Linked DNA regions of Mus musculus: region 2 is linked to region 1. The links are chromatin contacts, called in public Hi-C maps. All regions are on one chromosome and are shown on one strand. Each heading gives the region's core, a stretch centred on a gene start, on an enhancer-like site or on the middle of the called end of the contact. The rest is flanking DNA. Distances are from core to core; before and after follow the strand shown.

Region 1 (6,480 bases), core at 2,813-5,312:
GTCTGCAGAAAACTGGCGCCCAAGCACCGTGATGCATAGTGTGGTATACCATAACTTCATTTTTAATCAGGCAGTTCGATTCAATAAATCAATGGCGGCACTAGTATGAGTTGTGTTTAGAATGTTGTCTAATGTCATTTACTGGTTTATGCTACTTTGGGACAGGTAGTCTTTGATGCACTGGGAGAAGGGCTAGCTACCCCTCTAATTGCACGAGCCGTGGCAATCAGCCTGCGTGCAGCCCAGCTGAGGTCTGTAATTAGAGAGAGATGATTTGGATGTTTGTTCTTACAAAGTCATGTATTATATATTGGAGATTTCTCCTGCCATGTTACAAATTCTTGTTTCCAAAATTTGTACCCAAGCAATTTCAGATTTAGGTCTGATGCTGGCAGGTAAATTTGAGAAGGAAGAAATCACTTTGAAGGCAATTGGAAATAAAGTGAAAATCCTACCATACACCTTTTTTTAAAAAATTTTATTTTATCTTATTTTATTTTATTTTATTTTATTTTTTTGAGACAGGATCTTGTGTAGCTGAGTATGGCCTCAAACTCTATGTAACCAACACTGTTTTTAAACCCCTGATCCTTTTGCCTCCTGCTCTCTGGAACTTGAGGTATGCGCCACTATTCTTGGCTGGTTTTTGTGCGGTGATAGAGACTGAACTGAGAGCTTTGTCCATGCTGGGCCGCTTTACCAACCTGCTGACCTCCCAGCTGCTGAAACCCCCTCCTTATTCCAGTTCTGTGCTGTTGAGTGGCAGTACTAATGACTTTGGCTGACCAGTCACGCATTCCCTCAGGTACCAATTTTAGAGAAATGGCTCACAAAGCCTTCTTCTTACTGCCAGGCCTCTGGAGGTGGATCTTTGGCTTTTAAAATCTTACTTGCCCAACCCAGTTCCACCAAGTCTGAATAGACCATTCTCCAAACAACACCCCTAACATACTAACTTTCTGCAGCTCACAACACCTCTAGCAATGTAGAGGACCTCATCTTTCAATTATATTACACCATTACATCATTATATTACATCATTGAGCCCATCACACAAACCCGATCAGACAAGTTAGGAAAGAAGTCAGCCTAACCGTGTTTCTCCTAAACTGCATTCTTAAACTCTGGATGTTATGCTTTCACTTGTAAAGCTTAGTTCTAGAAGGATGTAAACGACCCAGAGGGGCACCTAAATAGGAGAAACCTTTGCCCTCCCTTCTTTGTCTTGTCATTCTTCAAGACCCTTTTGTTGTTTTGTTTTGTTTTGCTTTGTTTTGTTTTTGTTTTTGTTTTTTAAGTGTTGGAGAAACTTTTCTCAAGTGTTTCTTGACTTCTATCCTCAGACCATAAAAAAGAAAAAGGAATGAAGAAAAAATTATCGTGAGCTGAAGATTTACTCTAGTGGTCGGGTAGGGTATCTCTTAGTATCCACAAGGCCATAGAGGAAGAGAGGGGGTGTCGGGGGTGAGTGGGGGAAGGGAGTAAGTGATGGAAGTTGGAGAGAGAACTCCACATTCAGAAGTTGAAGACGCTCTCAAGTGTTGTAGTTGAAGCACCTACTTAGAAAATTAGCAACCAAACCAAGAAAACAGCTTGTCCAAAGGTATTTTTGCTTTAGTGGGTACTTAAATGCTGGCTAATCTCCTAGTGAGTTTGTGGGAGCTGGTGAGCTCTCCTAGATGTTTGTAGTTTCCCATCAGCATTTGTTAAAAGTATTCTTGACCATTTAGCCAAGTTTATAGTAGAAATATCTTGGATCAAAATATACTTCCTGGAAAATATGAGTCAAAATTATCCTTCAAAAATAGTATCTTTTAACTTATATGGGCTGAAAAATGGTCCCATCAAAGCAAGAGTTTTAAAGGGGTAATTCTCACTTCCTTTAAGATAATTTCAAGGAATATGATGGTTATACCTATTACAGGAAGATGAGCAGATCAGTCAGGTTTGCATAATGGAAAATTAGCAAGTATTTTGATTTGAAAGGACTTCTGCTGTAGCCTGGATTTCTAAGATATCTGAAATCTTTGGAATCAAAGTGCTTCCCACCAGCCTTCTTGCCATGATGTGGCTCCCTGATGTCTCTGACTGTTTTGGGTGGGAGAATTCCAAGGCAGAAGTCTCTCCTCAGTCTGCCTCCGAGATTACCTCTCAAGCACGACTGGTTTCCCACAGTTGAAAGTAATATGTTTGAGAAGTTGGAGGTAATCCTTCTGTACTTAGAAAATGGGGGCTCTGGGATCAATAATGTCCAATCAGAAACTACGCTGGAAAGGCTAGAGAGGGAAGAGGTTGCGTTAGCCATGTTGTAGATATTAGTCCCTTTATGGAGCCAGTGGCAGAGCAGGACCAAGACATTTTTTTTTTATTATTCTTTGTTTTGTTTGAGTCTTTGGTGGTGTGAGGCTGACAGTAATAGTGAAAGGCCTTTTGTATTGTACTTACTAGCAAGCAGGCACCTCATGAAAGGTCACCTTGCTGATGATGAAGAACTAGCTAAAAAATTACAGAGCAGGCTTGTTTGCTAACATTTCCCATCAAGTCAAATGTCTAACAATGGAACTACAGCCCTCAGGACAAATTATTGTCACACAGATAGCTTGTGCTTTTTGCTTTATGGGGAATCTGTTGCTTATAGTTTGCTCCTCCTTGAAAGTAAACTACAAACTTTAAATCATTATTGTCCAAGTTTTTATATATATAGAATGTTTTCTGGCTTTATTCAAGTGCAGTTGACAAATTATGCTATCTGTATACATCCTGAAATGATTGTCATAGTCTAGCCAAATGATAAATCCATCACCTCACAAAATTGCATTAAGTTTTTCCTTTTGTAATGATAACCCTTGCCTGTGTAGGTTTAATATTACATCTTAAGAGTAACAATGCAAAGCCAAGCAAATGAATATAGAATTGTACCTAATAGAATCCCCAAACTGGTATAAAAGCATTTCTGCAGTGTATCCTCTCTGATTGTATGTTCAAATTAATATAGAGAGATGTAAGCAGTCCTTTTCCTCAATCTGTTTAATATCCTTTTTATTAGAACCCCATTAATATTTGTATTTTATTGAATCTCTTTCTATTTTGACTCATTTGTATATCTGCTTTTTGGATAAGATCTGTAATAATATACCTAGAATCCCTGACCCCTGAGAACCTTTCCAAGTTTGGAAAGTGTATCTAATCAGCTTCATCTGTCATTGTATCTTGAGGATGTTATACATCCGCTAAGTAATCTATCAGCTCTGTCTCCATCCTCTCCACTTTGTCCTGGCCATGTTCCACCTCCAATTGATTGCCCAGACCACTCCTTTCCTTTAGGACTTGTAGTTCAACTGGCACCGAGTATCACAGACTCTGTCTCCATCAAAGACAGTGTCCCTGGCCAACTTGTCTCCACAGCTCATTGATCCCCCTCTAGAGAAAGATAGCTCTGTCCCCTTGCTGAAACCTTCCCTGAATGATTTAAAATTTGATGATAAGCCATCAGAAGTACTGTTTAGGGAAGCTGTGTCTACAAACTGAGTGAGGCTCACCTAAGAGCGGTCACCTCTGCCTTTGTATAAGGACACAGACCTCTCCTGTATGTGTTGCCTCTGTTATCATCGACTGGGTAGAGAGAGCTCCTGATTCTACCTGGCAAAGAGAAGCTGGGGTCCAAACAGATGTCAAGGTGTGCTGGTGTCAGTGTATGGTCAGCAAGCAGATACATCCAATCCCCGTGGTACTTTTCTATTGGTTTTTATAATTAAATAGTTTGTTAGCAGGTATTCCTTTTAATTTTTAGTTTTATTTAATTTTATGTATATGGGTGTTTTGCTTACGTGTATATCCATGTTTCACTTATAAGCTTTGTAACCAAGGACAGAAGAGGGCATCAGATCCCTTGGAATTGGAGTTACAGACGGTTATGAGCCACTGTGTGGGAAAAAGAAACTGAGCCTTTGTCCTCTGGAAAAGCACCCAGTATTCATAAAAGGCTGAGCTATGGTGCCATTTCCAGGTAGTAGGTAGTTTTGATGAACATAGAATTCTGAGTGTGTTGGTTGTCACTCTGTAGCTGTATTTCGAGAGGTGGAAAGGACATGGTATCATAAGGTCATGTCCACGTCATCTAAGCCTTTGCAATGTCCTTCTGTATCTGGAATGGTTCCAAGAGATCACATGATGAGAGCTTGCCCAGGAGGAAAAGCTAGCAGCCCACATCAGATTCACCTGCTAGCCCCTGAGAGTATAGGGGTCCCTTGAGCTTCATTAACCCCAAAATGACCTTTGTCTCCAACAAATTATGAATCAGGAGGGAGCAAAACTACTGAGCTGCAGAAGGTGTGCCTATTTAATATCATCTGAATAGCACTGAGGTACACAAAAGGATTGCAACACTTAGGAAGGGAACATGATCCTAACAGTTGCTTTTAAAAGGAAGAAACTATACACAGTTATATTCACAATTTAGCATTTTGCTCTGTGCAATTAAGTGCTATTAAGATTATTCCATTTTGTAATTTGGGTATCTGAGGTGGGGTGCTTTGACTACCATGTTGAAAATTAAAAAAAAATTTAAATTAGTAACATAAACATTCACTCTCAGATAAATAATGAATATTCATAGAATATAAGATTCATTTTCTTCACTTAAAATAGTCAGAACATGACGGTTATATATAAGAATTCCTACTCCTCAGATTTTTACTTTGTCAAAAATAATGTCTTGGATCCGAGCCTCTAAATGTTGGTAGGTAAGGAAGAAGGAAATAATCCTTGATCTGACAAAATTAGGGCCCACATCTCGCTAGGTGTGTGCTATACCATGAGCTACATCCCTGGCTCTTGTGTTTATGAGATAATATGTCGCAGGATGACCCTGGATAATGTGGGCACATCCTCTGGCCTCTGCATCCCAAGTACTATGATTAAAGGCATGCACACCAAGTCTGGCAGTCATTCATCCTTAAATAGTTGCAATTATCATCATGTATCTAGACAATGTGTATCTTGCAGAAGTAAAGCACATCAGAGAGTGTTCATAAAAGATCTTAATTTTATTAAATGGGATCATTTTAAAAATTAACCTCTAGGGTTCAAATTCTTCATTCTAGGGTGAACATTTTTGGAAAGTTTGCTAAAATTACATTTGGCCACTTTAAAGTTTTCCAAGGGTGTGGGGGAGGTAAATAAGATGATACATGGGGGGTATATTTCATCAGCTAAGAGAATATTTGATGCTCACAGATAAACAGAAGGTTTCTTTTGAAATGCCAGACTTCATGTGGCTATGAATGAATCCTTAATTTTTAACATGGACATGTCCATATCTGTACTGAGTTTTCTCATGGGTTGTGTTCCTATAGCCTCTCATTCTTCTAGACCTTTCTCTTTTACAGAGGCTAAATATAGTAAGTGCTAAGAACATGAGATTATATTGTAGAAGACCTGTATTTAATGGTACATGTAAAACTTGACCTCTTGGTTTACCACTCTGGCACTCAGTTTTCCAACCCGTAAAATGGACATACTGATATTGTTTAGATCCTGGAGTCACTTGAATGAGCTTCTGGATATAAAACATTTAACATAGTCTCAATATAAACCTCTCAAATAGCATTATCATTAGCAAATTCATGTTCTAAAGGTAAGAAATACTGTTAGAAATTCTCAACATTGGAATTCACAGAAAACATAGCTTTATTATACCGACCATTCTTTCTACAGTATGTATTTCCAAGTCTTGAATTTGTATGCTGACAATTATAAAATGGTGAAACTGGGAAGTTATTTTAGCTTAATTGGTATTACTTTCTAACTTGTAGAACAGAAATAATAATCTCAAATGGTCACAGTATTAAAACAATTTATGATATTCCCTGAAATTTTCCTAACACCGTGAATAGCTCATTGTAAGTGCTTAGTGTTCTGAATAGTACCATGGGTCTTGAGAAATGACTGTTAATGGGCAGGCTTGGTGGCATGAGCCTTTTGTCCTAGTGCTAAGAAAGCAAAGGCAAATATCTGTGAATTCAGGGAAAGCCAGGTCTATATAGTGACCCCCAAGCCTGTCAAGGGTACATAGTGGACATCTGTCTCACAAAAAGAAAAAAAAGTCATGGCTATCGTGAATGAACACAGTGTGTACCTCTCCATGTATAGGAGAGTACAAATGAACTGGATGGAGTGAGGTAGAATTAGAGAAGGAGAATGGGGGGGGGGTGGAAGAGACATTAGAATAAGATTAATGAAATACAATAAGATAAGGTAGATAATAGTACCTGAAATAGAAGATATGGAACACAGAGAATATAGCATCAACCTCTCTTCCTGACAGCTCATATCTCTTTTTATAAGCAGCAGTATTCACTCTTTTTTTGTTTTTGTTTTTTGTTTTTGAGACAGGGTTTCTCTGTATAGCCCTGGCTGTCTTGGAACTCACTCTGTAGACCAGGCTGGCCTTGAACTCAGAAATCCGCCTGCCTCTGCCTC
Region 2 (6,705 bases), core at 2,469-4,968, 200 kb after region 1:
TCAGACCAAGCAGAGTGAAGAACTGAATGAAGAGAGCATTTTATAGAACTCCTCTCTGCTGATCATTTAAGACTTCAACAGATCAAAAGGAACTCTACTAACAAACATTATGAGGGTTCAAGTAATTTCTATTCTAAGGCTCACGCAGCTGATGCCAGCACAATCTTATTGATTCTTTGGTTGTCTAAGGCCAGGATCCACTGCTGTCTTCAATATGAATAACTTCTAGCAGAACAACAGGAAAGTGACACCGAGCAGTATGTGGGTTACAAACCAAGTGGTTCTGCAGGCTCTTGATAATTTGCCATGAAATTCTTATTTAGCAAATCCTGGAAGCAGGCTTGAGGTGCAGCCTGCATTTTGTATTTGCCAAAGAAAGAAAGGTTTGGTATCTCTGCCTCTTCTTCCCAGATTTTCCATCTGGGATATGAATCCCATGCTTTCCTCTGACTGGTTGTTGTAAGTCATTCTGCCTTTTCAATTCAGACTTCCATCTTAACACTGGGACTCACGGGCTGAAGAAATGCTCTTAAACATGTTTTCTTCTTGTACCTCTGGAACATGACCAGACCATTAGGCCATTCCTGGTGCAAAATATGATTGAGAAACAATCATTTGAGAGGGAGGGAGATACTGTGTCATTCCATGCCGGGCAACTGTCTTAAAATCCATAACAGTGACACAGTCATGTAATACTTTTCTGAGATCTTAATGGTTTGAAAAAATGCTACCTGTTAGTAAAAAACATAATAAAAATGTTAATATGCTTAATTGTCAATTCACAGTGAAAGAAATTTAGCATGTACTCCTTCTTGGTATGTCATACTCTCCACTTAGCTATTTTATTTCCTTGTATTTTTCTTGGAGGCAGGCTGGAGGGCATCAATCCACCACTAATATTTCCTTAGGACGGAGCTGACCTTCTCTCGCTAATAGCCTTGCTTCTCTTTACCTGTCCAGTAATTTACAAAATGGATTCAAAGGCAGAAACTAAAGAAATTAAAAAAATAAAAGAAAAAAGAAAGAAAGAGAGAGAGAGAGAGAGAGAGAGAGAGAGAGAGAGAGAGAGAATCAAGGACTCAGAAATCACTGGGTGCAGGAGTTACTAGTTTGTTATCCATGCAAAATGAGCATCAGTGACATTTCACAAGCCAAGCCAATGGCAGAGCCATGCACAAATGCACGCACACACCATTACAATTCTTGTGGATGAAGATAGTAGGTTTTTTGTGGATTCTCAGAGCAACGCTACACTCCTACAGATAAAGAAGCTCTCAAGTTGCAGTTGCTTTTTCTTCAAACATGTGCAGCTTCTGTGATTTACTACATAATATATGTACTATCCAAAATATAATAACATATGAATATACTAATACTCTATAATATATTATACATAATTACGATTATATATTATGCAATAATATATAATATAGATAGTTGTGTTGCAGTTTTAGGTTTTTGCTTTGTATCTACTCTCTAAATTGTTCAAAGAAAAGAGATTGTGTTGTTCTACATTTTGTGCATTTTTATTTTATTCTGGTTAGAGCCTGGGTGACCTTGGGAAAACCAGGGCTCTATGTCTGGCTTCTCACCTCTTTCCTCTGGCCGGCAGGACAGTGTCAGCCGTCAAGTGGTATGTGATTCTCCCTTTTACCCAATTCTTATCTGTTTCTAGAAAGCCTTGAAATTATTCCATTTTTTCCCTTCACTCGAAAATGTACACAGCATCCCAATCCAGAGGAATTTGTACAAATCATGTGTTCTTTGGGGGATTTTGAGCTGGTACACTCTGGGAAGCCTGTCTTGCTCTGCTTTGTATCATCCTGTTCTCATATACAATAGTAAATTCGTGCTTATTTTAAAGGCTATCTGCCTTTGCAACCCACTTCTATAAGAGAAGCAAAATGGCCTTTAATAGGAAGAGAACATTAAATGCATAGAGAATTTGTTCTCCATCTCTGGGGGAACTTTTAGGATAGCTGTGTTTCAAGACTAGTGAGATGATTCAGTTAACAGAGTGTTTTTGCCATGCAACATGAAGACCTTAGCCCAGCTCAGCACCCAAATAAAGTCACAGACACAGTGACACTCATCAGCAACCCCAGTGGTGAGGTGGCCCCCGGGGTGTGGTGGTGTAAGAAATAGATCATGAAGTCTGCTGCCTAGTTATTCAGTGAAGTCAGTGAGCTGCAAAAAGATAAAAAAGAAAGGTAAATATCATGAGACCCTCCAAGTAGCCTGTAGCTTGACAGTCTTCCTGAAGTAGATACACCATTGAGCTGAATAAAGCAGGCAAGGGCCTTTCCTGGGGAGTTATTTCTCAATAGTTGGACTTCAGGACAATGGACTGAGATAAAATTCAAAGTTCGCAAGTTGGATTTTTTTCAAAGTGTTTTTAAAGTATTTTGAAAGGCTTCTAAGAAACATCTCTTAGAGATTTGAATTTTTCTCTCATTTTGCTAATAGATTCACATTTTCACTATTTCATAATTTTTTTATTAGGATAAATAGGAATCACTTACCTAATCAGTTACTATCTGTTGCTAAGAAACCAGAGATTTAGCCAAATGGTTCATCCCAGAAATGATGCAGGGGAGGAAAATGTTCTTATCCAACTTCTACTAAAATGTGGATATCCACATTTTGCTTCACTTTGCAAAGGTATTTGGGAGTGGTTTCTTTTTTCTTTCAGGACTCTGTTTTAACATTCTGTACTCTATTTCAACACTTTGTATGAACCAGTTTTAGAAAGTCCATCGGCTGAGTTTTGTACTGTGATTGCACTGTTTGTGCGATGCGATCACCTGAGACAGTCAGGGTCAATTGAATAGGAAAGCCTGAACTTCCAGTTAGTGAGCCAGGCAGGAAGGTGTGGTAGCTCCAAATGCATCCACGTACTGAAGGTATTTTTAAATATTTTGAATTCAAAGACTTGGTGCTAAAACCTGTAATCCTAGTTTCCTGCAGGGTCTGTCTTTTGTAGAAATTTTAAGTTTGGAGAACCTCACTGAAACAGGATGCCAGGCTGAGGTACGCCTTGATAGTTATGAAAAATAAACTGGACTGTCTAAATCGAGAAAAAAACCAAAACCTTACCTTTCAGATTTTAGCACAGAGGAGAAAAGATTCAAGTTATTCAATGACCCAAAAGATAGGAGAAACCAACCCATGCCACAGGCACTGTTCTTACTGTCACTTGAACTACAGAGCTAATCAGATCCCCCAAATCCCAACATCACCAACAGTGCTCATGGCTTACCAACTTCAACACAGATAAATGGCCCCATTAACGTCAGGGCAGTTGTGTTTGTCCAGGGAATAGACGTCTGTATTTTAAATTGCATTATCCAGATTATCCAAGGGATAAGAAATGTTTACTTTCACAGATTCCAGGCTTCTGAGCTGAGTTAAACAGGACAAGTTTAAAGGCAGGGGCTCAGAGAAGTACAGGGCATGTTGACAGCTCTGCTGTGGTCTGCAGAGGCTGAGTTAGGAGAATCCAAGCTTATCTCTGCGCTCCTGGGCTGAAAGCTGGGGGCTCTCAGGCCTTCCTGCTACCTGTGTCCTCTGCGTGGCTGCTGGTGTAAGATGGACAGGTAGAGGGAGTAGAAATGGCCTATGAAGAATTTGGCTTTGGATGAGTGTTCTCAGAATGTATATCCAAGGAATGCTCAATAGCCCCTGAAGGCTGAGAAGTGAACAAGGCAGCAGGGCAGGCAGCAAGTGTGGCCTTCTTCCACTACTGTTCAGACTCAGGTAGGGCTCAGCCTTCAGGAACAAACCTGTGTTCTTGTCCAGCCTCTAATTGCTGATTTTATGTGCTAGTTAGAGATTAAATGCTTCTTTCTTTCTAGTTGGAGGAAAGGCAGAGACAGAAGAAGAAAAAGAGAACACAGAAATCTGACAAGTTACCTCCCCTTTCAACCTTCCTTCAGCCGGGCTGAACAGGACTTGGACATGATAAGCTCAGAGCATGTGGCAGCTGCTTGCTGCCATCTGCTGTATTCTTTGTTGCTAGCAAGCAGAGGACCCTGGCTCCCCAAAGAGAAAGCAGAGGGGGAAATGGAGGTGTCAGAGAGGCTGTGTTAGGTGCCACAGTTTTCTGGCACATAGGAAATCTCCAGATATTGCATTTGTAGATTTCGACCACCTAGTCACCATTGTGAACGGACCGATGTCATGGTTGTGGGACATAATAATATATTTTTTCCTCCTCACTGTGATTGTCTTTCATCTCATTTGAGAGAGAGAGACAGAGAGAGAGAGAGAGAGAGAGAGAGAGAGAGAGAGAGAGAGAGATACATGGAGACTATTAGTTTTAAACAACTTAAGTTGCTTGAATGTCTAACACAAATGCTCTGTCATATAGTATAAACCATAACTGTTGATTGAGATTCTGGAAGGACAAGAAAGGATATATATCTAAAGATAACGAAGACATCCTGAAAACAGGATCACTATATTCTCCCTCCCTTCTAATGACCCAATTCCTCCATTTTCAGTCTTTCTCTGACTTCTTCAGTGTACATATTCCTGTTGGATGGATTCACTTTAAAAAGTCCATTATAATGTGGTACTTCTAGTACCAACCTTCAAACAAAATGAGTGAGGTTCACTTGGGGCTCATCTAGTTCTTGGTTTAGCAGTTGGCATGTCCCAGATCCAGGTATTAAAACATGATCTGCTTCTGGCCTTTGAAGAATGTAGCTCAGCCCTGATCTTTTATGGCCCATTGCTTCTTTGTCCTCTGCCTGCTGACTTTTGAAGTTCGAAGGAAAGACTTGACTTTACTTCCCCTGGTTATTGGCCATAGAAATGGATCAAGGCTGAACATGAATTCACCTCATTGACAACACAGGTCATGTTTTATCTTCCATTCACTTGCCCTTGCTAATAGTGCTAGCTTTACTAGTGGCTTACACAGTAAGTCTTTCATTTTGCCCTCCTGCCTGGTGGGTTTCTCTAGAGACTACAGGATAGGTTGAAGAGTGAAACTATGTTCAGTGACATTTGAAATAGAGATTTATAGAATTTTACCTGTTGGGTACAAATCTTCTGGCCACATATTCAGGATCTAGTAATAAATTCATTAAAGACATATTGTCTTTTGCTGTTGATCTAGTGATGGCAGCATTCTGCTCCTCAGCCTACATGGGCTGCCATGACATACTTTTCACTTTATATTGCTACCATAAATCTAATTTAAAAGCTTCATTTACTATCTTACCAATATCAAAAAAATGAAGGACAAAATACCAGTAACTTCATGAAAAGTATGACTTTGTGAAATCTAATAATACCAAGAAGTGGATGAGAATATATGATATAATTATAATTATAAATGCCTGGGTTACCCAATCTACTAATAAGGAGGCATGCCCATAAGCACAGTTCAGCATGTCTGAATGTCCTCAATAAGAAACTTTAGAACTCCTTTTCAAAGTGTGTATTGGGTCACATTTTATTCTGAAAATGCTAAGACGTTCAAGGAGGAATGGTTGGGATAGGATGGTAAGGTCAAAGCACCAATGCTGTCTTAATTTGTGAGAACACTGCCATCTGCCTGTTTAATGAGGTCCTCATTCTTGTGTGTTCTTAGTGTTTGCTACATTGGTTTTCATTGTGGATCCAGAGATATTGAGTATTTCTGTTATAGATCTTTCACACATTTAGACTTATGTGAGAGAGAAAGAGGGAGGGGTTATTGTTATAAATTTCTAGGTCTTTTTGCCTTATACTTAGCAAATATTTGATAAGAGTTCAATAAATAACTAATTGCCAGGCTTGTGATCTCAAACAAAATGGACAGAAAAGGCTTAAACATTGTGAATAGTGAGAAAGGATAGGCAAGAGTTATGCTAAGAACTGGGGTAGATAGCCTAGGTTGACTGGTAGGATCTATGTCCCTTCATCCTTTGTCTTAGAATCACCGAATCCTTGGGCAAAAAAAATAGTCTATAAAAAAATGTCTCCTTTTGCTGAAAAAGGAAGGAAGTGATCAAATGATCCATTATTTCCCAAATGCTAAATATTACTGTTTCATGATTACTCTCTATGAAGATTGAAACACAAATACAACATAAGTAAACGCTATATGTTTATAGTGACTTTTAAGTTCTTGCCTTGATTTCTTGTTTCTGTACATGTATAGTGTGATTGCTAATGAACACTAAGTCAGAATATTTAATTAAAATAGCAGCATTTATTACTATACCATTTGATGCCACCTATGAAGAAATAAAGTCATAATAGTATAACAATAATAGCAAATAATAATAAAAGAAGAGGAAGAGAAGGAAGAGGAGGAAGAAGAGAAAGAAGAAGGAGGAGGAGGAGAAAGAAGAGAAGAAGGAGAAGGAGAAGGAGAAGGAGAAGAAGGAGAAGGAAGGAGAAGGAAACTTCCTTTTATTGGTACTTTGCATCTTACCATGAGCCAGGTAGCTGTCTAAGTATTATGCATGTATTTATTTACTCCCCCTAACAAATACTCTGGCATACATGTATGAGAAAACTGGGGCACAACGGTTGGCCAGGATCACAACCTAGTAAAACTCAAGATGATGAATTGGTCCAAACAATCTGACTCTGGATCCCAAATAATTATCTCCCACAATGTTTTCTGTCTCAGCTCAGACATAGTTCTTGCCATATAAATGGAAAAGCTGCCATGTACAGCTGTGACAGTACACTATGGGCAACAGGTCC

The links. A called contact is a pair of places that touch in the nucleus more often than the background predicts.
Region 2: a Hi-C map of liver shows a contact between it and region 1, with 2.0 times the contacts expected there. The contact joins two enhancer-like sites. A contact is called at or near these places in 1 of 15 datasets of contacts at CTCF or cohesin (the NIH/3T3 cell line) and 3 of 484 Hi-C or Micro-C datasets (cortical neurons and liver).

What each region holds. Positions count from the first base shown.
Region 1 is chr1:174,796,354-174,802,833 of GRCm38.p6, forward strand. All of the region lies in intron 16 of Fmn2 (formin 2), which reads left to right. Among named protein-coding and RNA genes, the nearest start is that of Gm51689, 43 kb to the left of the region's middle. Within about 2 kb of position 4,063, at least 4 of the 459 cell types and tissues checked have an H3K27ac peak or open chromatin away from gene starts, as enhancers often do. A contact at or near this core is called in liver, where this site is marked.
Region 2 is chr1:174,996,018-175,002,722 of GRCm38.p6, forward strand. No RefSeq gene overlaps it. Among named protein-coding and RNA genes, the nearest start is that of Grem2, 78 kb to the left of the region's middle. Within about 2 kb of position 3,719, at least 8 of the 459 cell types and tissues checked have an H3K27ac peak or open chromatin away from gene starts, as enhancers often do. A contact at or near this core is called in liver, where this site is marked.